6 separate regions of the Mus musculus genome follow, and regions 1, 2, 3, 4 and 6 are each linked to region 5. A link is a contact called in public capture Hi-C and promoter capture Hi-C data. All regions are on one chromosome and are shown on one strand. The core of a region is the stretch at or near the end of the contact, and the rest is flanking DNA. Distances in the headings are between cores, read along the strand shown.

The links. Promoter capture Hi-C pulls out the DNA fragments that hold promoters and counts their contacts. Capture Hi-C pulls out chosen DNA fragments and counts their contacts.
Region 1: a contact with region 5 is called in a promoter capture Hi-C map of liver, with 5 times the contacts expected there. The contact joins the enhancer-like site here to the promoter of Zfp646 in region 5. A contact is called at or near these places in 6 of 39 promoter capture datasets (fetal liver, hematopoietic stem and progenitor cells, liver and 2 more), 1 of 115 datasets of contacts at active chromatin or transcription factors (pancreatic cancer cells) and 1 of 9 other capture datasets (adipose tissue).
Region 2: a contact with region 5 is called in a capture Hi-C map of macrophages, with 4 times the contacts expected there. The contact joins the promoter of Ypel3 here to the promoter of Zfp646 in region 5. A contact is called at or near these places in 1 of 39 promoter capture datasets (pre-B cells) and 4 of 9 other capture datasets (adipose tissue, liver, macrophages and 1 more).
Region 3: a promoter capture Hi-C map of pre-B cells shows a contact between it and region 5, with 3 times the contacts expected there. The contact joins the promoter of Coro1a here to the promoter of Zfp646 in region 5. A contact is called at or near these places in 4 of 39 promoter capture datasets (liver, neutrophils and pre-B cells), 2 of 484 Hi-C or Micro-C datasets (B cells and the CH12 cell line) and 2 of 9 other capture datasets (adipose tissue and macrophages).
Region 4: a promoter capture Hi-C map of liver shows a contact between it and region 5, with 2.8 times the contacts expected there. The contact joins the promoter of Nupr1 here to the promoter of Zfp646 in region 5. A contact is called at or near these places in 2 of 39 promoter capture datasets (liver and neutrophils), 1 of 115 datasets of contacts at active chromatin or transcription factors (pancreatic cancer cells) and 1 of 9 other capture datasets (liver).
Region 6: a promoter capture Hi-C map of adipose tissue shows a contact between it and region 5. The contact joins the promoter of Ino80e here to the promoter of Zfp646 in region 5. A contact is called at or near these places in 1 of 39 promoter capture datasets (erythroid cells) and 2 of 9 other capture datasets (adipose tissue and liver).

Annotation. Positions count from the first base shown.
Region 1 is chr7:126,807,189-126,811,944 of GRCm38.p6, reverse strand. No RefSeq gene overlaps it. Among named protein-coding and RNA genes, the nearest start is that of Aldoa, 10 kb to the right of the region's middle. Within about 2 kb of position 2,709, at least 312 of the 459 cell types and tissues checked have an H3K27ac peak or open chromatin away from gene starts, as enhancers often do. A contact at or near this core is called in adipose tissue, fetal liver, hematopoietic stem and progenitor cells and 3 more, where this site is marked.
Region 2 is chr7:126,774,189-126,778,597 of GRCm38.p6, reverse strand. It overlaps Ypel3 (yippee like 3), which reads right to left and starts at 1,635. Exons shown (of 5, transcript NM_025347.3): 1 at 1,495-1,635; 2 at 645-827; 3 at 501-544; 4 at 184-292. The coding sequence starts at 761. Gdpd3 (glycerophosphodiester phosphodiesterase domain containing 3) reads right to left here. Exons shown (of 10, transcript NM_024228.2): 10 at 2,953-3,144. The coding sequence ends at 2,971.
Region 3 is chr7:126,703,317-126,707,399 of GRCm38.p6, reverse strand. Coro1a (coronin, actin binding protein 1A) reads left to right here and starts at 2,584. Exons shown (of 11, transcript NM_009898.3): 1 at 2,584-2,748.
Region 4 is chr7:126,622,824-126,627,123 of GRCm38.p6, reverse strand. Nupr1 (nuclear protein transcription regulator 1) reads left to right here and starts at 1,654. Exons shown (of 3, transcript NM_019738.1): 1 at 1,654-1,801; 2 at 2,091-2,234; 3 at 3,545-3,878. The coding sequence starts at 1,690. The coding sequence ends at 2,221. All of the region lies in intron 1 of Gm39087 (a long non-coding RNA gene), which reads right to left.
Region 5 is chr7:127,876,420-127,880,764 of GRCm38.p6, reverse strand. It overlaps Zfp646 (zinc finger protein 646), which reads right to left and starts at 3,064. Exons shown (of 3, transcript NM_172749.4): 1 at 2,658-3,064; 2 at 1-2,195. The coding sequence starts at 2,112. Zfp668 (zinc finger protein 668) reads left to right here and starts at 3,929. Exons shown (of 3, transcript NM_146259.4): 1 at 3,929-4,345.
Region 6 is chr7:126,860,464-126,864,663 of GRCm38.p6, reverse strand. Ino80e (INO80 complex subunit E) reads left to right here and starts at 2,292. Exons shown (of 8, transcript NM_001370765.1): 1 at 2,292-2,390; 2 at 2,647-2,959; 3 at 3,118-3,188; 4 at 3,372-3,424. The coding sequence starts at 2,335. Hirip3 (HIRA interacting protein 3) reads right to left here and starts at 2,692. Exons shown (of 7, transcript NM_172746.3): 1 at 2,148-2,692; 2 at 1,944-2,064; 3 at 1,738-1,846; 4 at 414-1,495; 5 at 179-344; 6 at 3-101. The coding sequence starts at 2,212.

The DNA.
Region 1 (4,756 bases), core at 1,460-3,959, 1.1 Mb after region 5:
CTGGGAGGGAGGGACCCAGTGAGTCTGGTCAGATTCAGGGACTTCCTGAAGCTGTTGTAAGTTGCTTATCTTCCTGTTTAAAGAGCTTCCTTGCAGGGTGGACAGCTTTGGACCCTTCAGGCACAGACCCTGACAATCTCTCTAGCTTTCTTTTCAGTAACAGAAAGCCCATGGGGCCTGGTGGTGGCAACCTATGCCTTTAGTCTCATCACTTGAGAGTCTCATCACTCGGGCATGCAGATCTCAAGGCCAGCCTGGTATACAGAGTGAGTTCCAAGACAGTTAGAGCAGCATAATGAGACCCTGTCCTGAAAAAAAAAAAAAGATAAAACAACAACAAACAAACAAAAAAGAAGCTCTGGGGACCCAGCCATGGTAAGTGTATCCTGGGAGAGGAGGAGGCGAGTGGTGGTGACACTGTGTCCCAGGCCTCCTCTGCACTTGTGTTTCTGTGTGTGCATGTACATGCATGCACAAGCACACGTGGACAGCCAGAAAGGTTAGGAAAGCTGAGGATATTGGAAGACACCAAGGGAACAGAATGTCTTCATCGGCCAGCAGAGTCGGATTTGGATTTGAGTGGTTCATCAAATCAGTGAGCATTGTCTTCTAGGTGGTGTCAAAGGCTTGGGCTGTGGAAAGAAATCAGAAACAGCCCAGCACTAGCAGTCTGACCGAGGAGGGGCCAGGCAGACACAGAGAAGTCCATACCCTGTGATGAGGCCGGGGAGCGCAGAACCCAACTCAGCACCGATGGTCTGGAGTATGCAACCAGTCTGAAAGGGCGGAGCCGAGCACAGGCTGGAGGGACGAGAACCCTAACCCTAACCCTGTTTATATTCGCATATATGTCCTGGCCTTCCATAGGATGGTAGCAGGAGGGAAAGAAATTCGCTTTACTCTTTTTTTTTTTTTTAAAGATTTATTTATTTATTATATGTAAGTACACTGTAGCTGTCTTCAGACACTCCAGAAGAGGGCGTCAGATCTTGTTACAGATGGTTGTGAGCCACCATGTGGTTGCTGGGATTTGAACTCCAGACCTTCGGAAGAGCAGTCGGGTGCTCTTACCCACTGAGCCATCTCACCAGCCCTCGATTTACTCTTGGAGCTCTGGAGTGAAACCACAGGATGGTCAGGGTGGATGGTGCCAAGTCTGGAAAGCAGTTTTCTCCTGCAGTCGGTGGTGTGATCGGGTGTGAACAGGACCCGGCTGTTCATGCCTGCCATCCGGCACTCAGGGTGAGGCCCAGACCAAGCTACACTATAGCGTGACTTTCAGGACAGCCTGAGTTACAGAATGAGATCTTGTCTCAGCAAGCAAAATACAAACAAAAAAGAAGGAAAAAAAATTGTTGGGTTCAGAACGGAAGCTGAGAAAACTCACTTTAGAGAACGGAAGCTTAAAAATGGAAGTTTTATTTTCTTAGCGCTGAGGGAGGTGGGCAGCTCCGGATCTGATCCGAATTCCTGAAGGGAGACTGTCCAATATTTCTACAATATTTTTATAGGATGGGAACAAAAAGTGACGGGTAACAGGGTAGACTCTTGCATTGACCAATTATATTTTGACATAAAGGGTTAAAAAAGGAGGTCACTTTTGGTGACTGGGCCTTTCCCGGGTCATCTGGTTTCAGATCCTCGCGTCAGCTTTTGCAGCCTGGTCTCCTCCTGGACTCTGGTCTGGAATCTTGAAATGATAAGGGAACAAAGGAGTGGGCAAGTTGAACTAGTCAGTTAAGACTAGTAACACATGTCTTACTTGTGTGCCTTATGGCTTGTGTGCCTTAGTTTAGATAATGGAGATAACAGTATCTTCCTTCTCTGCATCCTTCACTGCTTAACAGACAAACACAAAACATCTGAGGAAGCAGGGTAGGAGTTGAGTTCTGGGGCCTGGGAACATGAGTTAAGTTCTGATTCTGCCATCCAGGTGGAACTCAGTCCTGAGATGGCTGAGCTCAGGAAACTACTCCCTAACAGAAATCACTTTGAAAATAATGCAAGGGCTGGAGAGATGATGACTCAGCGGTTAAGAGCACTGACTGCTCTTCAGAAGATCCTGAGTTCAATTCCCAGCAACCACATGGTGGCTCACAACCATCTGTAATAGGTTCTGATGCCCTTTTCTGGTATGTCTAAAAACAACTACAGTGTACTCATATAAATATAATAAATAAATCTTTTTTTTTAAAGAAAACTGCAAAAAGCGGGGGTTGAGGGGAGCAGAGAGTAATGCTGTTGAAGTGAGACGGGTTGAAAAATATTGATTCTTTCCATACAATTAACGAGGGAAGAAACGGTAGGCTTTGGGTAAGAGGAACGTGGTGCATAGTGTGTCCCCTCACTTGCAAGCCATTTAGAGCATCTGTCCTTTTCGAGGGAGCAGGGGAGTTGTCCTCCTTGTCTCCAGTTAATTCTTCTCTGGTTCCTCTCTGGAAAGTAAAGTTTAAAAACACAGTATGTCTGAGGCAGGCAGTTCTTCCTTTGCAGAAGAGGGAGTGGACCCAGCCTGTCTCCTACGACCTTCAGCATTCGACCAGCATCTCTCCAGGGCCAGCGGTGGCGAGAAGCGTGCTATTTCTGTCTAGTTACGGAGGGAAAGCTGGGAGCTGGCGATTACCTAGGGTCGAAGAAGGCAGGGCCAGTCCAATGAGGCGGGAATACAGTGTTTGGATCTCTGCGGCTGCCGTAGTCGCAGTACTGCGGTCCCCATGGCAACTGCAAGAAGCAGCGCCAACCTTCTGGGCGGTGCTGGCGCCTTGGCGGTTCGGACCTTAGGCGGCGCGGGATCTGTAAACTGCCCGCCGTCGATGGTTGTATGTGCTGTGGCCGCGTGGTCCGAGGGAGCAGGAACCTGGGGGCCGTGGAGGGAGGGCGTGGCCCGGCCGGAGGGGAAGGCGCTGGCTCTCCTGATCCTCGCCTGTCCAGTCTCCATCCGTGGGCCTCAGGTTTCCCACGCAGAACGAGAGAAAGAGATTGGGTACCCCGGATTAAGGGTACTCGATCTTTGAGCCCAGAATCTTCTCTCTTCTGCAGCTCCTGGACAGACTGGCGTTGCCCAGCCCCATGGACGTGAGTCCAGTGCTCTGTGCTCATCCGCCTCTGAGCTCGGACCAGGGGGGGGGCTTTCTATCCAATAAAAAGTCTTCTGGCTTAGGACAAGAGCTGGGAGACAGTGCCCAGGATGGACTTCCCCCCTGAGGTGGCACGTTTCTGGGATTCCTAGCAAGACAGTTTTTACTAGCACTCAGACAGCAGTACAGAGGCCCAGGAGCCAGAGCGAGGAGGGAACCTCTGGGAACTGCTTAGATTTCATCGTGATTGCGGGATAAGGGGTGGGGGTAGAGGCGTAGCCAGGGGCTGGGGTGGGGAAGCTTTGCCCCTGAAATAAACGTTGTTCTGAGTGGAGATGCCCGGGCAGCTGGTGCAGAAAGAAGCAAATTGGAAGAGGGGCCAAGGCTGAGAGCTGAAGGATTGGAAGGTTGTTATGCTGGAGTCAGATTCAAAACTCTGTGTAGAGAAGTATTCCCCAAAGAGCAGTGTTTCCCAGATGACTCTAAAGTGATGGCAGGTCCAGGATCGTGAGTGAGGATGTCAGGGGGACAGGCTGGGGAGTCAGGGTGTTGCTCTATTGCCTTCTCATCTAGTTCTGCATCCCTCCTGGCATCTCATCTCCTGCTCACGGCTTCCTCTGTGCTTCTCCAGGCCTCCCCTGGCCCGTGGAATCCAGCCCCGGCTTCCATCGGCCCTTCCTTGCAACTTCCCACCCCTGCTATCGTCTTCATCGCGGTGGGCATCTATTTGTTGCTGCTGGGCCTAGTGCTGCTGACTAGGCACTGTCTGCTGGTGAGGCGCCTGGTGTGGAAGAGAGGGTAGGCCTTGGGGAAGAGGAACCTGGTGATTAGTGGGGCCCCTCACCTGCAGGTCTTTATCTTGGGACACCTTTGTCATTTAGTCAGAGCAGCTGTCCTTTCCGTGGGAGCAGGGGAGTCTTCCTCTTGGACTCCGGTTAACCATTGTCTTGCCCGTCTCCAGAAATTAAAGTGGAGAGTTGTCCCCTCCCCGATGTCTGGCCCAGATCCTGAGTCTTGTCATCTCCTAGGCCCAGGGCTGCTGCACAGACTGCAGCTCCCCTTGCAGGAAACAAGGTGCCTCCGAGACCCAAGACTGTTGCTGGAGCTGTGCAGAAGCCTGTGACTTCCCTCTGCCCAGTCCCACCCACTGCCTGGATGCCTGCTGTCCTCATCTCAGTGAAGCTGTGAGTTCCATTCTTACCCCAGATTGCTCCCTCCGACCTCCGTCTGATCTGGGCCTTCATTTTCTTCAGTCAGCACATTCATTACTGAGCAGTAACCCTAGGCCAGGCACTGTCCCAGGTACTGAGTCATAGGCAGACAACTAAAAGCAACATAGTATCAGATTGTTTCTGGTGATGAAAGGTACTTGAAAGATAAGTGAATATAGGGTGAAATAAGTGAATAGGCGGGAGAAAGATGATTTGTGTGACAAGCCCATAAGCCCAGTACATAATCAGGGCCTGCTTCCTTTCTCTCTCTCTCTCTCTCTCTCTCTCTCTCTCTCTCTCTCTCTCTCTGTCTTTGAGACAAGAGTTCCTTCATTACGTAGCTCTGGTTGTCTGGGAACTAACTTGCTGTGCACACTAGGCTGTCTTTGAACTCACAAAGCTCCTCTGTTTCTGGAGTACTGGTACTAAAAGTGCACGCCACCATGCCCAGCCCAGAGTCAGGACTTC
Region 2 (4,409 bases), core at 386-2,885, 1.1 Mb after region 5:
CAAATCCTTCGAGGGAAGAGAACACCCTCAAAGCCCTGCAATGGACAAACGCCAGTCACTGGGGAAAGAAAGCCAGTTTGTGCTGGGCCACTGGTACTCTGAAAGGCAAAGGCAGATACTTTTAAGGAAGAAGGGATGAGGTTAGGTCAAAGGCCAGCCTAGGGTCAGAGATCTCAAACTCACATATTTCCAGCCCAAAGTGGTCTTGCAGTTCTCACAGTGGATGTCAGCGACAGCATGAAGACCTGTCAGCAGCACCCGCTCTTCTGCTGGCCCGCAGCCCACATTCACTCTGTGGGGACAAAGGGTAGTCCCAGGGAGGGTCTCAGCAGCCCAGAGCCACCCTCTAGCTAGTATGTTAAGTGTCTGGTCTTAGCCTCTAAGAGGAGCCTGATCATGGCTTCCTGTCAGAAACAAGGGACTCTGGGAATATCAGCATACCAGGGAGTCACAGGTCACAACAGAGGTCAGGAAAAGAAAGGAAGGAGATGAATACTCACACAGAGTTGAAGAGGTAGGCACGTCCCTGACTGCCCTGGAAGGACTGGAGGGTAGTGGGGAGACGAGAGGAGGGGGTTAGGGCTATTGGTGGGGAGTTGCCAGGCAGCCCATTGCCATTCTAGACTAAAATGTGACCTGCTTACCTTGGAGATGAGGTCGTCGTGGTTGGCCAGGTGAGCACGGCAGTGGGCACAGCTATACCTCCGGTGACAGTCATCCAAGTAGGCCTGAAACGTCTTGGGCTTTGAAATCCGCACCATGGCGGGGGCCAAGGGCAGTGGCCCCACGCGGGGAGCGGCCCACGGGGAGCAGAGGGAGCCCAGTGCCTGCCAGGAAGGAGAGGTGGACGATCAGGACTAAGGCCACACACATGTAGACAAGCCCAGAACTATGGGGACTCTGTCACACTTGGCTGCTCTCTCCTTTCCCTAGAGCCAGCAGTCTCACCAGGGACCAGAGTCATCTCAGTTTTGACTCACTGAGGAGGCCTCAGGTTGCATCAGCGGGTAAACTGAGGCTAGGAGGAGCTCTAGGTGAGTCACCCACCAGCTTCTGGCCTCACCCCTGCTGAGCTGGCATCTGAACTGGCATCTGAAACGTGAAGAAGGGGCTTCAGAGTGGATGGGCTGCCAGTTTTCAGTTTTGAGGAATGGGGGGGGGGGGCAGAAACTGACTGGTCCTTGGGACCCTAGTTGGACTAGTGATAGGGCAAATGTGGGGTATATGGAGTTCGCTTGGGGAAAGGGTCTCTCACCTGGAGGAGGCAGGCCTCCCCAAAGGAAGAGGGTCCCCTAGAGAGAGGAGGGGTTTTTACCTGCAGGCGCTGAGCCTCATCTCCGCCGAGGGGAATCTTACCTGCATCGCCAAGCCTTACCTGAGACCCCGGGGCTCACCTGGGGCGAGGGGATGGGGGCGTGCGCGGGGGAAGGGGCAGTCCTCGCTTGCGGGGCGGGGGCGCGGGGCAACGCGCAGAGACGTCGGTCCAGGCCTCACCTCGCCTGGGCGCGTGGAGGGCCCGGTCCGCGGGGTGGCCTGGCCTGGGAGTGGGGGGCGCTCCTGATGGGCGCCGTCCCCCCCGGCCCGGTTCACAGCCGCCTCGACTTGTTTACACCGAGACCAGCTGCTGCCGCGGCTGCGGCGGGAGGGGGAGGGGGCCGGCCTCCTGTCCCGGCGGCCTTCGTGGCCAATCGGAGCGCCTCATGCAAATGAGGGGGCGCGTCATACGGCGGCCAGCGCAGGCTGGGCTGCCCTTCCCCCTGCTCCGGGCTCCCGCTAGCCGTCTCGCCCGGAAATGCGGCTACGACTTGCAGCCTAACCCAGAGGCTAACCCGGGCGTGATTGCACCTCTGCTGCTCTGCTATCTCGGGTGCTCAGAGACAAGGATCCTAACCCGGCATGGGGCTAATAAGAGCGTGTTATCTGTATGCAAACCCCTGGGAAATAGTCGTAATTGTCTTCGTTTATCCACAGACCACTGTCTCCATTTGACCAGTTTCCTGAGGCTTGGAGAAGAGATCCTCTCCAGAGATTATCCAGATGGTAAGAGTCAAAGTTGGAATTCACACTTTTCCCAAGCACGTGGAACAGATTGTTAGAAGGGAACTAAAGGTGTCCTTCTATTAGACTCCCAGGAACCAACGCTTTAAAAATCTCTACTGCTGAGCATCATCTGCTCCAGGCATTCTCTGGTATGCCTGACCTCGAGGTTTCTGTAGGTCTGACCCCAGTGAAAATGTCTGTTTAATCGTGTGTCTGGTATACTTAGACTTGTGTTCACTGCAGAGTCCCAGGAACCAGGCAGGCTTGAAAAGTGCTGCACTGGGAATATTTATTAAATGAACTCCAATGTTGGAGATCAGAAAGTGGACAGCAGGTACTGTGGGAGAGCCTGCGAGCTAATCCATGCCTGCCTGCTGCAGTACAGCTCAGCACATAAGGTGCCCAACATCAGTAACATGAGGAAATTCCGTCCCTTGCATATGCCTGGGTCTCTTAATGGTTTCAGGACAACCACTCATCTCTGAATCTCTAGAGTCTAGGTCCAGGACGCTTGGGCTAGCATGCTTTAGAGTGGAGGCCAAGCTGGCACAGGGTGTGGTGCCACTCTGCTGGGTCTGGAATGTAGTGGAACAAGTGGGCCAGCCTACTGACACCCCCAGGCTTTTATTTGCAGGGGTGTCAGTGGGCAGAGTCTCACTTTGTAGCCCTGGCATTATAACTCACAGAAATCCACCTGCCTCTGCCTTCCAAGTACTGAGGTTAAAGCCTAGGCCTAGCTCACCACAGGCTTTCTTGATCTCTCCTAAGATGCTATGTGCACTTGCTTGCAGTAAACTCTGAGCTGCATTCATGGTATGCAAGCCTTCTACCACCAACTTCCATCCCCAGCCGCTAATGCCATCTTTTTAGCCTCCCGAATCGACCCTCCAACCCCTTGTTCCATGAACTATGTTACTGACAAGAAAATATTTATTTTTTAAGAGAAAGACAGGACAGGGCCTCAGGCTGAGGAGGCTGGGTCTCTTCTTCCTGCTTGTCCAGGTAGTGTCTCAGGGCTGTGGGGTAATCGGTCATGACGCCATTGGCTCCCAAGCTGAAGGCCACTTCAAAATCCGATTCTTCATTAAGGCACCAAAATAGCACCTGAACAGAGGAAGAAAACAAGTTAGTTTCCAAACACCAACCCCAAGCTTCCTTTCGCGTCCAGGAGGTGGCAGCCCCTCCTTCTGCACAGACCTCCCAGAACCGGGTGTCCTGGAGCTGATGGTTATCTTTTTTAGAAATTTCCAAATTGGTTATTAAACACAGCTCCTGTCAAAACTTAGGTATAGGATCTTGGAGCCAAGTGTGGCCATGCATGTTTGTAACTCTGCACTTGGGAGGCCATCTGGGCTACACAGAGTAGCAGCCCGCTGGGGTTAGCTAGTAAGCCTCTGCCTCAAAAACAAATACATAAACCATGTAATTACATGAACTTGCAGTTGAACAGTCTCAGAACTCAGGATGCAGAGGTAGGTGGATCTCTGCAAGTTTTAGGCCAGGTCTATATAGTAAGTTTTAGGCCAGCCAGAGTTGACAGTGAAACATTGTCTCAAAACAAACAAGGAATTCAATAAAAACAAAAGTAAAGCTCTTAGTGTGGTGGTACAATGTTTGTTTTTATAGCACCGAGATAGAAGGGAAAGGAATGCAAAGATACCTTGTGTTACACAGGGAGTTCAAGGGCCAGCCTGGGCTGTATGAGACCTGTGACAAACAATCCAAGAGCTGGGGCTGTTGCTCAATGGTTTAACCCTGGCCTCTTATGTGCAAAGCCCTGGGTTTGATTCCCAGTACTACAAAACAAATCAAACACAAACACACACAGGGGCCAGTGACATGACTCAGCAGGTAAAGTCACCTGAGGAGCTGCGCTAGATCCCCAGGAACCACAGGATGGAAGGAGAGGACTGAGTCCTGCAACCACACCCTGTGACCTCGACAGGAAGTGTGGGGTGTGCCCCCCCCAATACATGTAATATATGTTTTAAGTTAGATACTGAAAAGCCCATCACTGATTATTTTATAATTTATGGTCTCCTTTCCCTTCCCTCTCCTCCCCTCTCTTCTCCTACTCTCTCTTCTCTTCTCTTGTTAGGGTCTCATGTAACCAAGTTGGCCTCAGACTCTTGGACCTTGGACTTCTGTCCTGTTTCCATCTCTGGTGCTCAGGTTTCGGGTATGTTCCACTATACCTGTTTTTTTGTTTTTTTGTTTTTAAATTTCTTTTTCCTTTGCTGTTCTTTTTTTCAATTTATTTGCATTTATTTTAAAATTTAAAAAATGTATTTGTCTGCATATATGTTTGTTTACCACATATATGTCTGATGCCAACAGCCGTCTGAACCCCTGGAACTGGTGTTATGAAT
Region 3 (4,083 bases), core at 1,335-3,834, 1.2 Mb after region 5:
CATATAACACAAACGAGCCTTGAACTCCTTACTGTAGCTAAGAATGATCTTGAGTTTCTGAGCCTCCCATCTCTGCTATCCAATATTATGGCCAATCACCATCTTACCTGGTTTTGTTTTTTTAGATTTTTTTATCTGTTATTTTTCTGAGACAGAGTTTCTGTGTGTAGCTCTTGGAACTCATAGAGAACTCATAGCTCTTCAGGCCAGGCTGGCCTCACAATCAGAGATCCGCCTGCCTCCACCTCCCAAGTGCTGGGATTAAAGGCGTGTGCCACCACCTCACGATTTAGATTTTTTTTTTTTTTTCCTGAGACAGGGTTTCTCTGTGTAGTCCTGGCTGTCCTGGAACTCACTCTGTAGACCAGGCTGGCCTCGAACTCAGAAATCCACCTGCCTCTGCCTCCCAAGTGCTGGGATTAAAGGCGTGCACCACCACTGCCCGGCCACGGTTTAGATTTTTAAGTTTTATTTTATGTCTGTGGTAGTTTGAATAACGATGGCCCCCAGAGGGGCTCATACGTTTGGATGCTTGGATCACAGTTGGTGGAGTGCTTGAGATTAATGTGGGGTCTTATTGGACATTGGAGGAAATGTGCCACTGAGAGTGGGTTTTGATGTCTCAAAAGTCCACACCAGGCCCAGTCTCTGTCTCTGTCTCTCTCTGTCTCTCTCTCTCTCTCTCTCTCTCTCTCTCTCTCTCTCTCCATGACTGTGGATCAGAATGTAGAGCTCTCATCTACTGTTCCAGGACTATGCCTTTCTGGCTCCCCCCTCCCCCGCCCCCCAAGGTGATCATGGACTAACTAACCCTCTAAAACCGTAAGCAAGCTCCTAGTTGAATTCTTTCTTTTATAAGACTTGTCTTGGTCATGGTGTCTCTTCACAGCAATAGAACAGTAACTAAGGAAATGTGTGTGGTTGTTTTACATGCCTGTATGTATGTGCATCACATGCATGCCTACAGATGGTTTGTAAACCACCATGTGGGTGCTAGGAATGAAATAAATCCTGGTTCTCTGCAAGAACAGTGAGCGCTCTTCACCACTGAGCTGTCTCTCTAGCCCGGCACCTAGCTTATGTGATGCTGGAGGCCATGCCTTTATGCATGCTATGAGGTGTTCTGCCAGCTGAACTCCATTCTCAGCCCCATTACTGTTATCACTTTAGCTGGAGACTCTAGAGTCGCTGGCTACAGTCACAGAGCCTCAGGCACTATCCAACCCTGTACTGAGTAACTGCAGAACACTTCAGACTACACCTTACGCACCGCACCGTTAGCTGTGAGGTGGGCAGGACTTCTTGTTTCTCTCCTACAGAAACTGAGGTTCAGGGAGGTGGGGCCTCTTGGCCAAGATCACACGGCTAATCAGTACAACTGGAGCCCCTTCTGTTCTTTCGAACTACTTCTACCTTAAAGAAGAGTTTCTTCTGACTGGGTCTTGCTATGTAGCCCAGGCTGGCCTCCTGCCTCAGCTTCCTGACTACAGATGACTGTCAGCACACCTGTGTCCTTGAGCTTTGCTGACACTGCGCCTCAGCCCCCTACCCTTCTCCAGAGCCACTTGTGGTGTTTCCTCTTCCTCCCAGGATAGCCCAAAGCTTTGGTAAATGGCAATAATGAAAAGAACCAACATCTTTTGGGTTTTTGAAACAGGGTCTCACTATGTAGCCTTGGTCTGGAGCTTACATGTGGACCAGGCTGGCCTTGGTTTCACTGACCCTTCTGCCTCTGCCTCCGTAGTAATGGATTTACAGGTGTGGGCCACCATATCTGACTGTAAGACCCCAACACTAATTAATACCTGCCACTCTGTAGATGCAAATCCAGCTATCCTTGGAGTGACCATCTCCATACGAAGGCAGGTAAGACTGTTATAGACAGGAAACTGGGGCTGAGATTAAATTAACCTGCCCAAGGTCACTCAAATGAGTGACAGCCAGGAGTCACAACAATGGTTCCAGCAAAGGCCTTTCTTCCTCTGCCCTTGCTACCGTGACAACCCACTCCCCTCAAGGGACAGGAATGGACCACAGCCCAGCTGTGTGTGATATCAGACTTCTGTGTGTACTCAGTGGCTTTTAAACTGTGTCAGACGGACTCCCGACTCCCTCTTCTCATGGCCCGAGAGCTCTCTAGAGGGGGAGCACTACTCATTTGCCTCCATAGCCCCAGCACAGAACAGGTGCTCCATAATGCCCAGTTATTTTACTTCTTCCGGGCCTCAATGCCACGAAGCAGAGGACAAGGGTGTCCCCGCTGAAGCCCTAAATCCCTAGAAAGGAGAAATGACCCCCCCAAGGCCTCCCAGAAATCCATTTGGGGTAACGACAGGAGAGGTCCCTCCTGTAGCAGAGAAGGCTCTCAAGCTGGTTGAAGCCGTTCTAAAGCTTTCTCCGGTGCCAGGGAAAGGACCTCGAGGAGGCAGCGGGCGGCTGGGGGAGGGATGAAGGAACGGGATATTTTTGCGTTCTGACATTAAAAGAAGAGTTGATTCGCGTCAGCATCTGTTCGGGGGTTGGAGCTGACAGCATGGGGAGCGGTCCCAGTCTTGCAGCCCTGGAGCGAAGGGCCGGGCCTCCATGAGCTCCGCCCAAAGGGGCGCTACCACCCGGAGGAGGCCGGCGCACGGCCGCTGCTCATTCATTGTCTTGACAGAGCATCCTCGGTGGCCAGCCTGCAGCTCCTCCATCCTTCTCTCCTTCCTCCTCTACTTGGGAGGGGTCACGCTCAGCTCTCCGCAGCAGGTGAGGCTGGGCGCCGGGGGAGGGCTGGTCACAAGGGCCAGGCAACGCTGCCATGGGCCACCTGTGGGGCCAGCGCCAGTGTGGGGGCAGGACTGTGGGACTGTGGGGGCGGGCGAGCTGTCAGAGCCACCAGGCTGGGGACAGAGAGCCGGTTTGTGAGCCCCGCCAGGAGGATCGAGGACGAGGGAGTTCGAAGGGGCAAGTAGGTCCCAGAGTGCTCCAAGGTGAGGGCTAAGGACCATCGTGACCAAGATGGAGGTGGGCTCCTGGGAGCGGCCGTAGCTGGGCTCAGAACCTATGCCCCGGGGAGGGAGCTTCTGAAGGTGGGGGATGCAGGGTGGGGTGAGCCAAGTAGCTGCCCTGAGCTTTGAGACAGGAAGGGGTTGAGTGCAAAACAAGACTAAGTTCCCCTTTCCGTGGTTTCCGGGCTTGGTACCTGGGTGGGGGAGGAGGCCGGGTGGGGCACATCTTCCGCCCCTACCTTGGATTGGGCTTTCCTTCTCCCAAATCCAGACTGCTCACTGGGGTCTTGTGTCCCCTTCCTGTCTTGGAGACTTCACTCAGGCACTTCACCTGCTTTTATTTTTAATAGACCTGGGAGCCTCCTTGGTGATACCGGGGTGTGCGAGGACTGGAGTCCCAGCACGAAGGGGCTGAGTCCCCCATTAAGGCAGAGCAGATGGGTGAGGCTGGGGAGGTGGATAGAGGCTCTGGGCAGGATGCCTTCCACAGCGCAGCCGAGGTTCCTTTACTGAGCAGGAAGGAGGAGGGATTGGGCACAGGATAGAGGCAGCCCCTGGGCTTCACTAGCTGGCTGCCTAGCCACAGTGGGTAACCATCTTAGCGGACCTCAGGGAAGTCAGGGTGGGCCTCTCCTGAGTGTAGTTTAACGGAAGCAGAAATGGCTCAGAAGAACATCTGCTTTTTTTCTGAGCGGAGGTTAGGAGCAGAGGTCTGGGGAGATGCTGGGACCCAAGCCATTGCTGCTTCTTGTAGCCAGAAACCTGGGGAAGCCATCCTGCTACTGCATCCCTTCCTAGGCAAGCTGGCTTGCATCCCTCTGTGTGCCATCCCTGAGCTGGAAGGCCAGGGAGAAGCCCTGCCCTGCCTTTAGGAAGCTCTGTGTGAGGGATGTGGGATCTAGAAGAGTTCGATAGGAGGGAACCTATCTCCAGACTGTCTGGACCACTAGGAAGGAGGCACTGTGTCTTAGTCAAGAACCAGACCCTTGGAGCCACACCATAGCAGGCTGTTGTAGGGGCTGATGGTGCAGGATTGAGGGTGTGGCTTGAAGTGCCTGGGAATTTGACAGAAAAACTGGGGAGGGTAAGCAGG
Region 4 (4,300 bases), core at 405-2,904, 1.3 Mb after region 5:
CATGGGGAGGGTCTGGGAGGAGTTGGAGAAAAGAAACCTTGATCAGAATACATTGTATGAAAACTTTTTTTAAAATAAAAAAAAAGTAGAAAATTTCATTTCACATGCTTTTTATTTGAACTTAAAATTCATACTAATTCTTATCAAACAACCCAAGGGAAGCTAGTATGGACTGAAAAAGCTTACTATTAGTTCACACTTGATTCATACTGGCTGGGTGTGGTGATGCACACCTTTAAACCTGGCACTCAGGAGTCAAAGGCAGGTTGATCTCTGAGTTCAACACTAGACTCAAATCTGGCCTACAGAGCAAGTTCTTAGCCAGCCACAGCTAAAACAGTGAGACTGCCTAAAAAACAAGGCAGGGGGTATCAAAGCACAAATACCTGTTTATTTCATTCTGCCCTCAATATATTATTTAAATTTTAGAAGTCACACGTATTTATTGTGTGTGTACATGGATAGGAATGTGAGGGTCAGAGGACAATTTATGGGACATTTTTCTCTCCCATACTGTATGGGTCCTGGAAACCGATAAACTCAGGTTGTCAGGCTTGGTGGCAAGTACTTTACCCATTGAGTCATCTTGCCAACACACAATATTTTATTTTAAATTCCTTTTCTCCACCCTTTTTTTTTTTGAGGGGGGAGGGTCAAGGCAAGGGCACTGTATGGGAACCCATGGGAAGTTGTGACTAATCCTTACACTGTTCCCGCTTGTGAAGGTTTTCCAGGCCTCATGAGTCTGCAACCTCTCACCAACAGAGCCAGATAGAGTTATCCTCTGTTAAAGGGGGAACCTGAAGCAATCAGAGAGGGAAAGTGACGTGTCCAAGGTCACACAGCAGGAAACACTGGATCTGAGCTGACTTGTGATCCCAGCATTTAGGATGAGGAGGCCAGAGAATTGCAAGTTCAAGGGCTAACCTGGGCTCCATAGAAGGATTCTGTCAGAAAGAAAGGTAGAGGGAGGTGGATCAGGAATCAGAGTGTGGAATCCAGGGTATTTGCTGTCTCTACCAGCTAGCTATCCTCCATCTTGCATGAGGAAGAAGTCCCTGGGGACTCTGTTGAAGGGGACTTTTCACAAAAATAGAAGCCTTGGGTGTGACAGGAACTGCTGACCAAGCAAGAAGTGGGTCAGTGTCCCTCCTCCCTCCCTTTTCAGTATGTATGCTGCCACTACCTCCTGAATCTGAACCAGACTACAGTGTGTGTGTGTGTGTGTGTGTGTGTGTGTGTGTGTGTGTCTGTCTGTCTGTCTGTCTGTCTGTCTAACTATGACCCAGGCCCAGGAGGGGCTTGTGGCAGAGGCTGAAATGATAGGAAGGACTGGCCTATCTGAGGCCCTCTGCTCTCCCTGGCCAATATCCCAAAGACTGTGCCCAGATCCTGTCTGCTTCCTCCGCCCCTGAGGCGAGAGCTTTCCACGTGGAAAAACACAGCTGTGCTTGGGTGAGTCCTGTGAGGGAGGAGGGAGGGGAGGGTGCTCCTCTCTGCTCAGGACTGCTGTCTATGGGCCCAGTTCTGGGAAAGGGCCAGATTGCATCAGACAGGGCTTGGAGGGCGGGGGCCAACCCCGTGGTTTAGGGAGGAGACAGCGTTATAAGTAGGGTGAGAAACTGGGAGAGGGCAGACATTCAGACAAGGAGACACAGGCAAGACTTTGGAGAGAGCAGACTAGGCATAATGGCCACCTTGCCACCAACAGCCAACCCTTCCCAGCAACCTCTAAACCTAGAGGATGAAGATGGAATCCTGGATGAATATGATCAGTACAGCCTGGCCCATCCCTGTGTCGGTAAGGTTTTCGTGGTAGCTCCTTGGTCAGCCCATCTGCTTCTCACTGGGTACCCCGGTTTACCTTTCCTAGCTAATCTATTCCCAACTCCCAAGTAACCCCTTCTAGTCTCATCTACTGAGTTCTGTCTCCCTTAGCCCCAAGAACTCACAAGTGAGCATCTCTCATTCTATACTTGAGTAAACAGCAAGGATAGAGTGCTTCAGACGTGAAGACGTGACCGCCCCACTCTGGCCATTTATATGCCTGTCCTAACCTCACACACCTCCTCTACCTCCTGCTCCACCAGTCGGGGGAGGTCGGAAAGGTCGGACCAAGAGAGAAGCTGCTGCCAATACCAACCGCCCTAGCCCTGGCGGGCATGAGAGGAAGCTGCTGACCAAGTTCCAGAACTCTGAAAGGAAAAAAGCCTGGCGCTGAGACGGAGCTGGAGGTGAGTCGGGAGAGCCGGGCCTAAGTGTGCCGAGCGGGAAGCGGGGAGCCAAAAGCTGGTCCTGGTGAGATGGCGCTGCAGGTAGAGGCTCTTGCAGGCAAGCAGGACAACCTGTGCTTGATCTCTGGGACTCGAGTGATGAAAGGGGAGAGAACCAACTGCAAGCTGTGTTCCCAGGGAGCCCTGCAGATAGATGTCCAGGCAGGGAAGTGATAAGAATGAAAACCCCATTCAGACCGAATTCCATCAGCTTGGATCAGATTTCAGGGCATCTAACGCCAGGCGGTTCACTGTCAGCATATTTAAAACACAGTACAATTTGGGAAGAGGTTTCTAGGCAACAGTCAGGTCCATCAGTTCAATTCCAGGAGCACAATAAAGCTTGAGGTGTGACTACACTGAAACTCCATGAGGGTGGGTTCTAGAGCTAAAGGCCTAGAATCTAGAGTGGTCTCTGACCAATAGCATGGAGGTCATCAGGCAGATGTGACATCTCTCCTAAGAGTGGGTAATGGTCTAGGGAGGGGAGAGTCTGGGATTATCATTCTGGAGAACTTGAGTGAGGTCGGCTTCTATAGCAAAAGCTGGGGAGGTCTGACTCCACACAGAGCCAAAAGCTCACCAGGTTGTTAACAAAATCCACTCTCAGATTTCTGAGTGGAATGCAGGTATTTGACTTTATCTCCTGCATTGAGGAGACACACGGCATGATTAAAACTTCTGGTTCTTAGTGCTTCTCTTGAGTACAAGGACCTCTGTGCCCCCAATGTCCACCGACTTCCATATGCTCAAAGTAGCACACGAGAATACGCATGTGCGCACATGCATGCAAACACATTGGCATATCAATAAATGAAAAAAATAGTGTTGGCCGGACAGTGGTGGCACACGCCTTTAATCCCAGCACTTGGGAGGCAGAGGCAGATGGATTTCTGAGTTCAAGGACAGCCTGGTCTAAGAAGTGAGTTCCAGGACAGCCAGGGCTATACAGAGAAACCTGTCTCGAAAAAACAAAATACAAAAAACAAAAACCAAAACCAAAACAAAACAAAACAATAGTGTTGTGACACTATTTTTATTCTACATCTAAAATAATATGAGACCCGTATTTGACTGAGCTCCCTGGTAACCAGAGGTGGGGGGAGTTCCCATGGAGCCTTTCCAATGGAGAGGAAGTTTGGTTTATGGAAAGGGAAACTGAGGCAGATAGAGTCAAGTACTTCTCTAAGGTAATAGCAAATATGAGTAGGAAAGGTGGAAGTCAAACTCTGATCTCTGTCCCTTTCGTTGCCTGCTTTCCCTCTGCACAGATAAGGCCAGACCACAGACACCACACCCAGCAATGGATACAGGACATCACACCCAGCAATGGATACAGGACATCACACCCAGCAATGGATACAGGACCTTGGAGAAATTAGGAGTTGTAAGCAGGACCTAGGCCTGCTTGATTCTTTCCCACCTAAGTGAGGTTCTGGAGAGGGAGCCCTTCCACCCTTCCAGACCCAGCAAAAGGGCAAGATGGGAGCAAGAAGCAGAGGGTAGACGGGCAGAGCTAGGAAGACAGCCCCCAAAAGAACTGTGGGGGAAATAAATCGGATGCCCTTGGGTGGCAGCAACAATAAATCGTACAGCAGTGACAGCTTTGGCGTGTGTTGTGTGCCTTTGTTTTGTTTGGGTGTGTTGTGTCTGGCTGTGTCCATTGTGTGTCTCTCTAGGAGGCTGATCTGGAAAGGGAGCGTCCTTATTGCGTAGCATATGGGCTTGAACGGTTCTCCGTGATTGTTGCCTTGTTCTAATGTATGCAGATGCTTTGAGGAGCCTGTTTCTATGGTTTCTTCCAGGGAAGTTGCTTTGTTTCTTTGCAGTGCTGTCCCAGAGACAACCTGTGGCCAGTCCCCTACATATTCTTGAGCACCATGAGGTCCTATTATATAGAGCTGCTTTTGGAAGAGAATGTTTCTGTTAATACCATTTGCAAAATGAAAAAAAAAAAAAAAACCCCAGCATCCATGATTTAAAACATGCAGAGGATTTGTTTTAAGCAACCGAGGGCTCAAATTCAG
Region 5 (4,345 bases), core at 1,815-4,314:
ACAAGGACTTTCTCCCAAAGGATCTTGGGAAGAATCTGGGTCCTCGTCGTTTTCCAGCTTCAGGGTCCAGGCGCCCCCAGGTGGGAGCGTGGCTACTTCCCCTGTACCACTATCTTGCTTCTGCCGCCTTCTGTTCCACTGCCGACTGTGACGCCGTAAATGGCTTTTCATCGCAGCCATGGTATGGAAATGCTTGGCACAGGCCCCACAACTGAAGTCTCCTGTCTGATGGGTCTGCCTATGGTTAATAAGGCTGCCTGAGTGGCGATAGCTCTTGCCACAGTCTTGGCAAGCAAATGTTCTAGTTGGTGACACCGTGCTGTCTGTCCTGCTTTTTTCTCCTTCCCTGTGGGTCACGCTATGATGTTCGAGACTTTTGAGATCTTCAAACAACATTCCACAAATGCTACACACCTGTGGCACTGTCCTATCTGCCATTGAGGGGTTACTGGTGGCCTCTTCTTCACGTTTGCATGCATGTTCCTCATCTCCGTGGAATGCTGCTTCCATTCCCACTGGATCATGTTGTTCTTTCTTGACAGGGCTGGGTGAACCTTCAGTCCCTGGATCTGTACTTCGGCGTGTAGCCTTGCAATGTACCCGCACATGGTTGCGCAGAGCCATAAGGTTGGGGTATTTTCGAGGACAAAGTGAACACTGGTACTCTCCTGTCCGGTGGCTGTGGCGGTGGTTCACCAGGCTCCCTCTGTGGCGGTAAGCCCGACCACACTCATTACACTTATAGGGACGATGGTCCAGGCTGGCAGTGGGGACCTCGTCCACTTTTGGAGTATTCTCGGCTGACGTAAGAGCAGTTGAGGACACTGATGACTGACCACCTTCCCCAGCTCCTTGCCGGGGTCTATGATGAGCACGAATATGGTTTTTCAGAGCAGCTGCATTGAATAGCTGCTTGGAACAAATGGAACAGGGGTAGATACCTGTTTGGTGGCTTTTTCGATGGTTGATGAGACTACCTGCATGACGGTAGGTACGGCCACAGTCTCCACAACAGAAAGGTCGATATTCCTCTGAGCCGCCATCTTCTAGCTGTCCAGAAGAGCTGAGCTCCCCAGAACCATTCAACATCCCTGTTTTAGATAGCTGACCCCAACTCCTCTCATCTGCGTGTCCATTTGTGGTAGGCATCTCTTTGTCTTCCCATGGTTGTTCCTGCTTTAGCCCCTCATGGGACTGCTGATGTTCCAGCAGATCCCTGGGGAGCCGAAAGGCACGGGGGCAGTGAGGACAGTGGTAAGGCCGATACTGGGCATGGAGTCTCGAGTGGTTCTTCAGGGCCATGAGGTTAGAGAACTCCTTGAAACAGATGGAACAAGGGTAGATGCCCAGAGTGTGACTCTGGCGGTGGTTGGTGAGGCTCCCGGCATGCTTATAGGTCTTCCCGCACTCACTGCACCTGTACTTTCGCTCCCCCTCAGTAGGAAGAGGCTCAGTGGGCTCCTGGGCCTCTGTGAAGTTCACTACTGATTCAGCCAAATACTGTTCCAAATTGCTAAGAAGGTTGCTCGCTGGAGTGGGGAGTGGTGATGCTCCTTCGGAACTGACGGCGGGCACCCAGTCCGCCGTACCTCCTTTAGAATCTGGCTGCATTTCTAAGCCTTGTCTTTGTTTGGTAGGTGGATCTTCCCACGTCCCTGACGCTGCCCTGGGGTCAGCTCCAGATTCCCAGTCATGTGTCTCTCGTACCAACTTCGTCTGATTTTCCCAGCCTTCCCCAGATCCAAGCCTCTGACCCCAGGAGTCAGTAGCCATGGTCTCACTCCCAAGGTGTGGAGCGGTTTCCATGGCATGTGGAGGCCCGTGCCTTCGGTGGCTCTCAGGAGCATGAGTCCTCATATGGCTCTGGAGGGCCAAGCGATTAGAAAAATCCTTGCCACAGGTGGTACAGGGGAAAAAAAGAGTCTCATGGTTCCTCTGATGGTTGGCCAAGTTCTCCGGGTGACTGCCATAGGGGTGAGGGATGCCATCGGCTTCCTCCCCGTCCTGCTTAGCAGATGAATGGCGCAGTTCTCGATGCCGTGCCAGTTCTGGGAGGTTAGGAAAGTGGCGCTGACAGTCAGAGCAACTGAATGAGAGGGGCATGTCCTCCATGAGGCAAAGCGGTAGAAAACCCCTGGAGGCTCAGGAGGGACAGACAGGTGGCAGCAGCATTCTCTCTGCAGAAGGGCTGAGGCCTAGAAAGGGGGGACAGTAGTCAGAAGGAAGGATCGAGTCAGTTTTGTTTCTTGGTTACTAAAGCAAGTCGCAAAGAGGTTCCCCAAACATCCATGCCAAGGGACCCGCTCTCTCTTAGGTCTGGAGGTTCAGAAAGCCTCGCTATGCACAAACTCCTAGAAATGTTCCCCCAGGTTTAAGTCATCTCTAGAGCCTGAGAGAAATAAGGAAAATAAAATCTGGAGCCTAGACAGACTGATTTTGTTTTTTAGGTTATATATAATGGATCTTATTGATCTTCAGACTGTGCACTCTATCATTCTGACAACCTAACAAAAATCTATGAGGTGTGTGTTTGTTTTTGTAACAACGAACCAGAACTATTTGCTTTTGAGATATGGTCTCAGCTCACTGTAAAGTTCAAGCTGCTCTGGGATTCCCTCAGTCGCCCAAACTAGTTTCACACTTATGAATTTTCCTACCTCAGACTCCTGAGAGTTGAGATTGAAGGAGACAGCCACGACTGTTGGGCAGGCCTTACACAGACGTGCAACCTTTCTTTCTTCACTCTTCAGCTAAACCGAGTGGTCTGAAAAGAATGGCAGAGCAGCTGCTTTCTTCAGTGGTCACCTATGTGTTGTAGAAGGTAGAGGCCCTCTTAGGGACGAACCTGGCTTCAGTGGTCACCTATGTGTTGTAGAAGGTAGAGGCCCTCTTAGGGATGAACCTGGCCTTTTCAGCATCACACTGTTTCCCTGTTAGGCGTTAGTTTTACTTCCTTTAAGTACATTTAATCCCATTCCATTTCAGGTTGAAAGTTCATTTTATTCTCTGCCTTTTCTATCCCCTACCTACCTTACCTTGCTGTCTCCAACACTTTTCATTCCCTCTTCTACTTTTTCTCTAAATTATGATAGCAACTCAGGCTGGACAGTACCATGGGCCAAGCACTGCTGTTACACAAGTGTATTTGGGGTGGGTGGGTGGCATTTCAGACAGGGTCTTACTATGTAGCCCTCGCTTCCCAAACTGGGACTAGAATCATGCGACACTATGATAAGCTTGTAAGTACATTTACACCACTAAATCCAAAGCCGTGTTACCTCGTTTTTTTACATAAACTCACTTCAAGAGGCAACCTTCATTCCAAAACCAGCAGCAGCTATTCATTTCTGCCACATCATCTGGCCTTTCTCCGGGGCTGACTAGTCTCCTGGGACCCTAGCACAACTATTTCTAATCTCACCAGCTGAGCCTGGTCCCAGAATTCTCACTTCTCAAAACTCCTTCACTCGAGTCCCCTTTTCCTAACCAACCACCATCACATTCCTGTAGAGTCACTCGTCTTTTCTGCCAATTTCTTCTCTAGATCCCTACCTCGCACCAGGAGTGCCTTCTGGTTCCCGCCGCCGGCGCGTCCGTTGGAGGTCGTGAACGGGAGCGCGCCTGCGCACTGGGACCCTTACCCTAACTGCAGCCGCGAGCCATAAGTGGTGGCTGGTGCGAGAGTTCTCGAGCCCATACACACGCACACTCAGCCAGGGTACCCGGGAGTGGTAGCTGAGGGAAAGGTGCGGGAGAGAGGAGGAGGTAGAGGGAGCAGGGACAGCTGGTATGAACCCAGAGTCTAGCCCAGTTCCGCGGACACTTCCTATTGTTACCAGGAACCAGGAAGTGTCCTAGATGCTAATGCTTCCCCGCGAAACTTCCGCCTGGGAACACTTCCTGTCCCTCCCGCGGGCAGTGTTTCCGCACGGACACGCTTCCGGCGCTAGGTTCCGGGTGGGCCCGACTGTTTGTTTTCTTTTTGTTGTTTTGAGACTGGGTCTAACTCTGCAGCCCGGGCCGGCCTCGAGCTCGGAGCAATCCTCCTGCCTCAATTTCCAGAATGCTGGAGCTCCCAGGCAGCGTGAGCCCCCACGCTCCGCTGCGGGCGCAGCTCTGGCTCCGCCCACGCAGGTCGGCGCGGCGTTCGGATGGATTTAAGCCACACTTCCGTCCAGAGCTGCTGAAACCCTTCGCGTGCTTATTCGGGCAGTACGGTCACAGGAAAGACCCTGCAGCCCCGGCTACGGCGCTTTGGTGACACTTTTCACGAGGTTCCATAAAAGCTTCTTCCCAGGGCTGGCGTGGAGGGATCCTCGCTGAGTCCTTTCCTCGCTGTTAGAGG
Region 6 (4,200 bases), core at 1,043-3,542, 1.0 Mb after region 5:
ACCTGTACTGCTGATGATGTTGGCAACATCCAGGGCAGCCACTTCAGCTGCCTCTTCCCGCTGCAGCTTCAGAGCGCGACACTTCTCCAAGGAAGGGTTCCCTGGAGCAGAAGCAGCTTGTGAGGCCTCCTCCCCAGTGCTCAGGCCCTCCTGTAGATCTCAGGCACACCCCTCTCACCCTTCATGCCCAGTGCTTCCAGCTCAGCCCTGAGGACACTCAGGCGCGCCTTGTGGGAGCTGCAGGAGCCCAGCAGCTTCTTGTAGTTTCGGTGGGCACCACAGGCTCGAATGTAACGCTTTAGTCTAGCCACAGCTGGGTGGTCCTCTCCACAGCGAGAGGCAGCCTAATAAGGAGTTTGCAGCTGAAGTCCCTTTTCCTGAGTGGATCCCACCCACCTGGTGTGTCCTCTCACCTTCCGACCTGTGGGTTCTGGACCTGAATCTGATGAAGATGAGGAACTTCGGGCCTTGCCCTTCTGACCTGTGGGTTCTGGACTCGAATCTGATGAAGATGAACAACTTCGGGCCTGGCCGTTCTTGGAGCTCTTGTTGGAAGAGCGGCTCTTCCTCTCCTCTTTGGTGTTTTGTCCTGCCTGGGAGTCACTCACTTCCCTCTCTGTGTCACTGTCACCATTACTGCTGCCTAGGCTGCCTGACTTTGTAGTGCCTTGAGCAGCTGCTTGCTCCTGTGTGCTGTTACTGTCATCCCTGCTGCTTGTGTTCTGCCTCCTCCCACTCTCGGTCTGGGTCCTGACCTTGCTCTTTCTCTTCACCGAGTGCTCTTCTCCCTCCTCACTGCTGTCCCCACTACCCACTGTGCCCTCTTCCTTCTCTGCCTCCCCCTTCTCACTGCTGTCCCCACTGCCCACTGTGCCTCCTTCCTTCTCTGCCTCCCCCTCCTCACTGCTGTCCCCACTGCCCACTGTGCCCCCTTCCTTCTCTGCCTCGCTGTCTCGCAAGCCTCCAGTTGGCCTCCCAGGCCTGCTTTTCTGCTTATAGCTCTTTCTCTCCCTGGCTGTTCTCTCTGCTCTGTTACTTCTGGATCTGGGCTCACTAAGCTCTTTCTTCTTAGCTGGGCTCTCCTCTCCGCTCTCTTCACTCTCCTCCTGGCAGTTAGCACCTGTGCTTCCCTCCACCTTTGCTCTCTGCAGCACAGCCTCCTCCTCACTGCTCCCACTCTCTTCCCTAACCTGCTTCCTGTCTGCCTTGAGTGGTACTTGCTTGTCTTTGGCCCCAGCTTGCTTTCTAACCTGGCCCTTCTGTTCTTGTTTCATGTCCTCCTCTTCCTCGGTGACCTTACCTGATCTAACAGAGCCCTCTGCTTCCCCCTCACTGCTCTCCTCCAATCCCATCTTTGCATCCAGGTCTGTTTGGTGGTCTTCATCTGTGCTCTCAACTGCTTTCTTTAAGGCTCTTCTTAGACATGTCTTCTTGGTTGTCCTGTTCTTTGTTGAGGGTCCTGAGCCATCTGGACTGGATGGTGAAGAGCTGGATTCTGAAACATGGGGATGGGACTGGATGGATTCCTCCCTCTCCTTCCATCTAGAATAGGATGCTTCTAGATCTACTCTGGTTAAGAGTGAAGGGCAGCAAGAAGCACCACAGCTGTGGCCCCAGCTGGTTCCTGACTCACTGTCCCCCAAGCCCCAGCCTTGCAATTAATACATGCGCCTCGCCTTTTGAAGAAACCAATGATGCTGGAGTCACAGACAGATAAACAGGGAAGAAGGCACTAACCTGACTCTGAATTAAAGCGGAACCTTTTCTTCTTTGGGTCACTGCAGGGAGCAGGAGACCTCTTCACTTTGATAAAGTCTGGCTTTCCTTCCCTGGTACCAGCATCCGCCTGTGGGTGCAGCATGAGGGCAAACCGAACCAAGATGCCCTGCCCCAACCCCTCAGCAACAAACCCTGTCTCTGCTGGCCCAGGGTTAGACCCACACCTGCATTTTCGGCAGCTCCTCCTCCACCAGCCGCTTCAACGCCTGCTTCTCTTCAGGTTCAAGATGATCCCGACCCACGTGAATCAAAAATTTCTGTCGCACGATGGCGTGCGTAACCGAGCTACAGAGACACGTGTCATGACAGAGTTCCAGCCTAACCCCTCCCCTTCACAACCCAGACTCTAATACCCAGACTCTATGCACCTGAGGTCCGGGCAAGCTCGAAAGAAGCTGCGAGTGAATTTTCGCATCTCATCTCCCGGCGCCATTTTGCGTCACCAGGGATTGGTTGCTCCCGCCTTTTTTTCTTCAAGGCTGGTTTCCCGAGCGACAGTAGTTTGCGCACGCGCAGTGCGGCGGCTTCGTGAGGAATGGGACCGTTGAGCCTCCGATGTGGAGCACTGAGACGGAAAACTTTGGCCGACCTTGCTTTTTCCTGAGCAGCTGGTGGGTCTTGAGCGAGGTTTCGACTCTTTGCTAAAACTACGTGTTAAAATTTTCGCTAGAAGCCGGTTCGGCGCCGGCAGTCTTTATAACGTAATCAGTTCAATCAATCCCTGTGGTCGGGATTAACAAATTAGGTCGCTTGTTTCGAAAGGCAGAAGGGAGACGGTATTCTCGCTAACATACTGAATTTCTGGTTATATTCTTTTGGTTCCAAATCTTTATAAACAGTTTACAATCAATAATTGTGCCCCCCCAGTGTCCAGCTCCTCTGTGACCTCAGCTCACCGCGAAGCCACTGGAAGCAGCGTTCCTTTCGGGTCTTCCCCCAGGAGGGCGGGCGGTGTGATTACGCTCCCCGCGCGCGGAGGACGCTGGGAGTTGTAGTCCGTTTCATACGGCGTTGCAAAGTCTCCGGAAGTGGAGGTGTGAGAGGCCGGGCGGACTTGGGTAGCGGGACTCTACTCCGGGGCGTTTCTCCCTGGCGGGTCATGAACGGACCAGCGGACGGCGAAGTGGACTACAAAAAGAAATACAGGAATCTGAAGCGGAAGCTCAAGTTCCTCATTTACGTGAGTGCCAGCGTGGGGCGGTTGTGGAGTGTGAGGCCTAACTCGGAGAGGACCTCAGTTTACCCATGTGGTAAAGGGGGTGAGTAGGGAGAGATGTCTCCGGGTTCTGGGTCTTTTATGGATTGCTCTTGGCTCAGCACCCGCCCTGTCCGCCGCAGGAGCACGAGTGCTTCCAGGAGGAGCTCAGAAAGGCGCAAAGGAAATTGCTGAAGGTTTCCCGAGACAAGAGGTAAGGCATCTTGTGGGCACGAGGGCACTGTTAACTCCCAGGGAATCCGTTCTTACGCCGTCCCGGAACAGGATCCCAAATGCATGCAGTCTTAGGAGGATCCAGTGGGTCTCCTAGGAGGGACTAGGTAGGGCTCAAGACCACCAAAATGGGGATACCCACCCTCCTTCCCACTTGTCTCAGTTTCCTTCTAGATCGACTTCTGCAGTATGAGAACGTGGATGAAGACTCCTCTGGTGAGCAAAGTCATGACCACTTTTAGGAAGATATGAGATACTGGCCCTTGAAACACGTGTTCCTAGGTCCACCCTCCTAGGGTCCGGAAGCTGATGCAGGCCCCTCCAATGGTTCTTAAGCCTAGTTGCTGCCTTCTGTCACCTTCTTCCTGTTTTGTCTTTTTTCACCCCATTGGACAAGGTTTCTCTGTGTAGTCCTTTTGTAGACCAGGCTAGCCTGAGGCTAGCCTCAGAAATCCGCCTGCCTCTGCCTCCAAAGAACACACCACGCCTCTGGATTTTCAAGTATTTCCTTATCCACTGTGTTCTAGGTACTGTGCTTGACACAGGCTGGCAAAATGAAGGAAGCCTCTGGCTGCTTGTCATTTCTATCAGTTGTCTATAATAAGTGAAAAAGTAAACTAGAAAGATAAAAGTAGTAGCCATTCCTGTAGTGCATGCCAGAGGCAGAGGCATAGAGTTTGTTACTGAGGCCCAATCTTTAAGAACAAAGGAGACTAACAACTCCTGAAAGCTGTCCACTAATCTCAAAACACTCGCTATAGCATGTAGGTATCTGCACAAACACACTAATGGTATTGAGAAGAAAAGTGGTTTTCTAGGATTTTTTAGAATTATTTATGTTATGTATATGAGTACACTGTAGCTGTCTTCAGACACACCAGAAGAGGGCATCCAGTCCCATTACAGATGGCCTTGAGCCACCACGTGGTTGCTGGGAATTGAACTCAGGACCTCTGGAAGAGCAAGCAGTCGGGCTCTTAACCACTGTACCA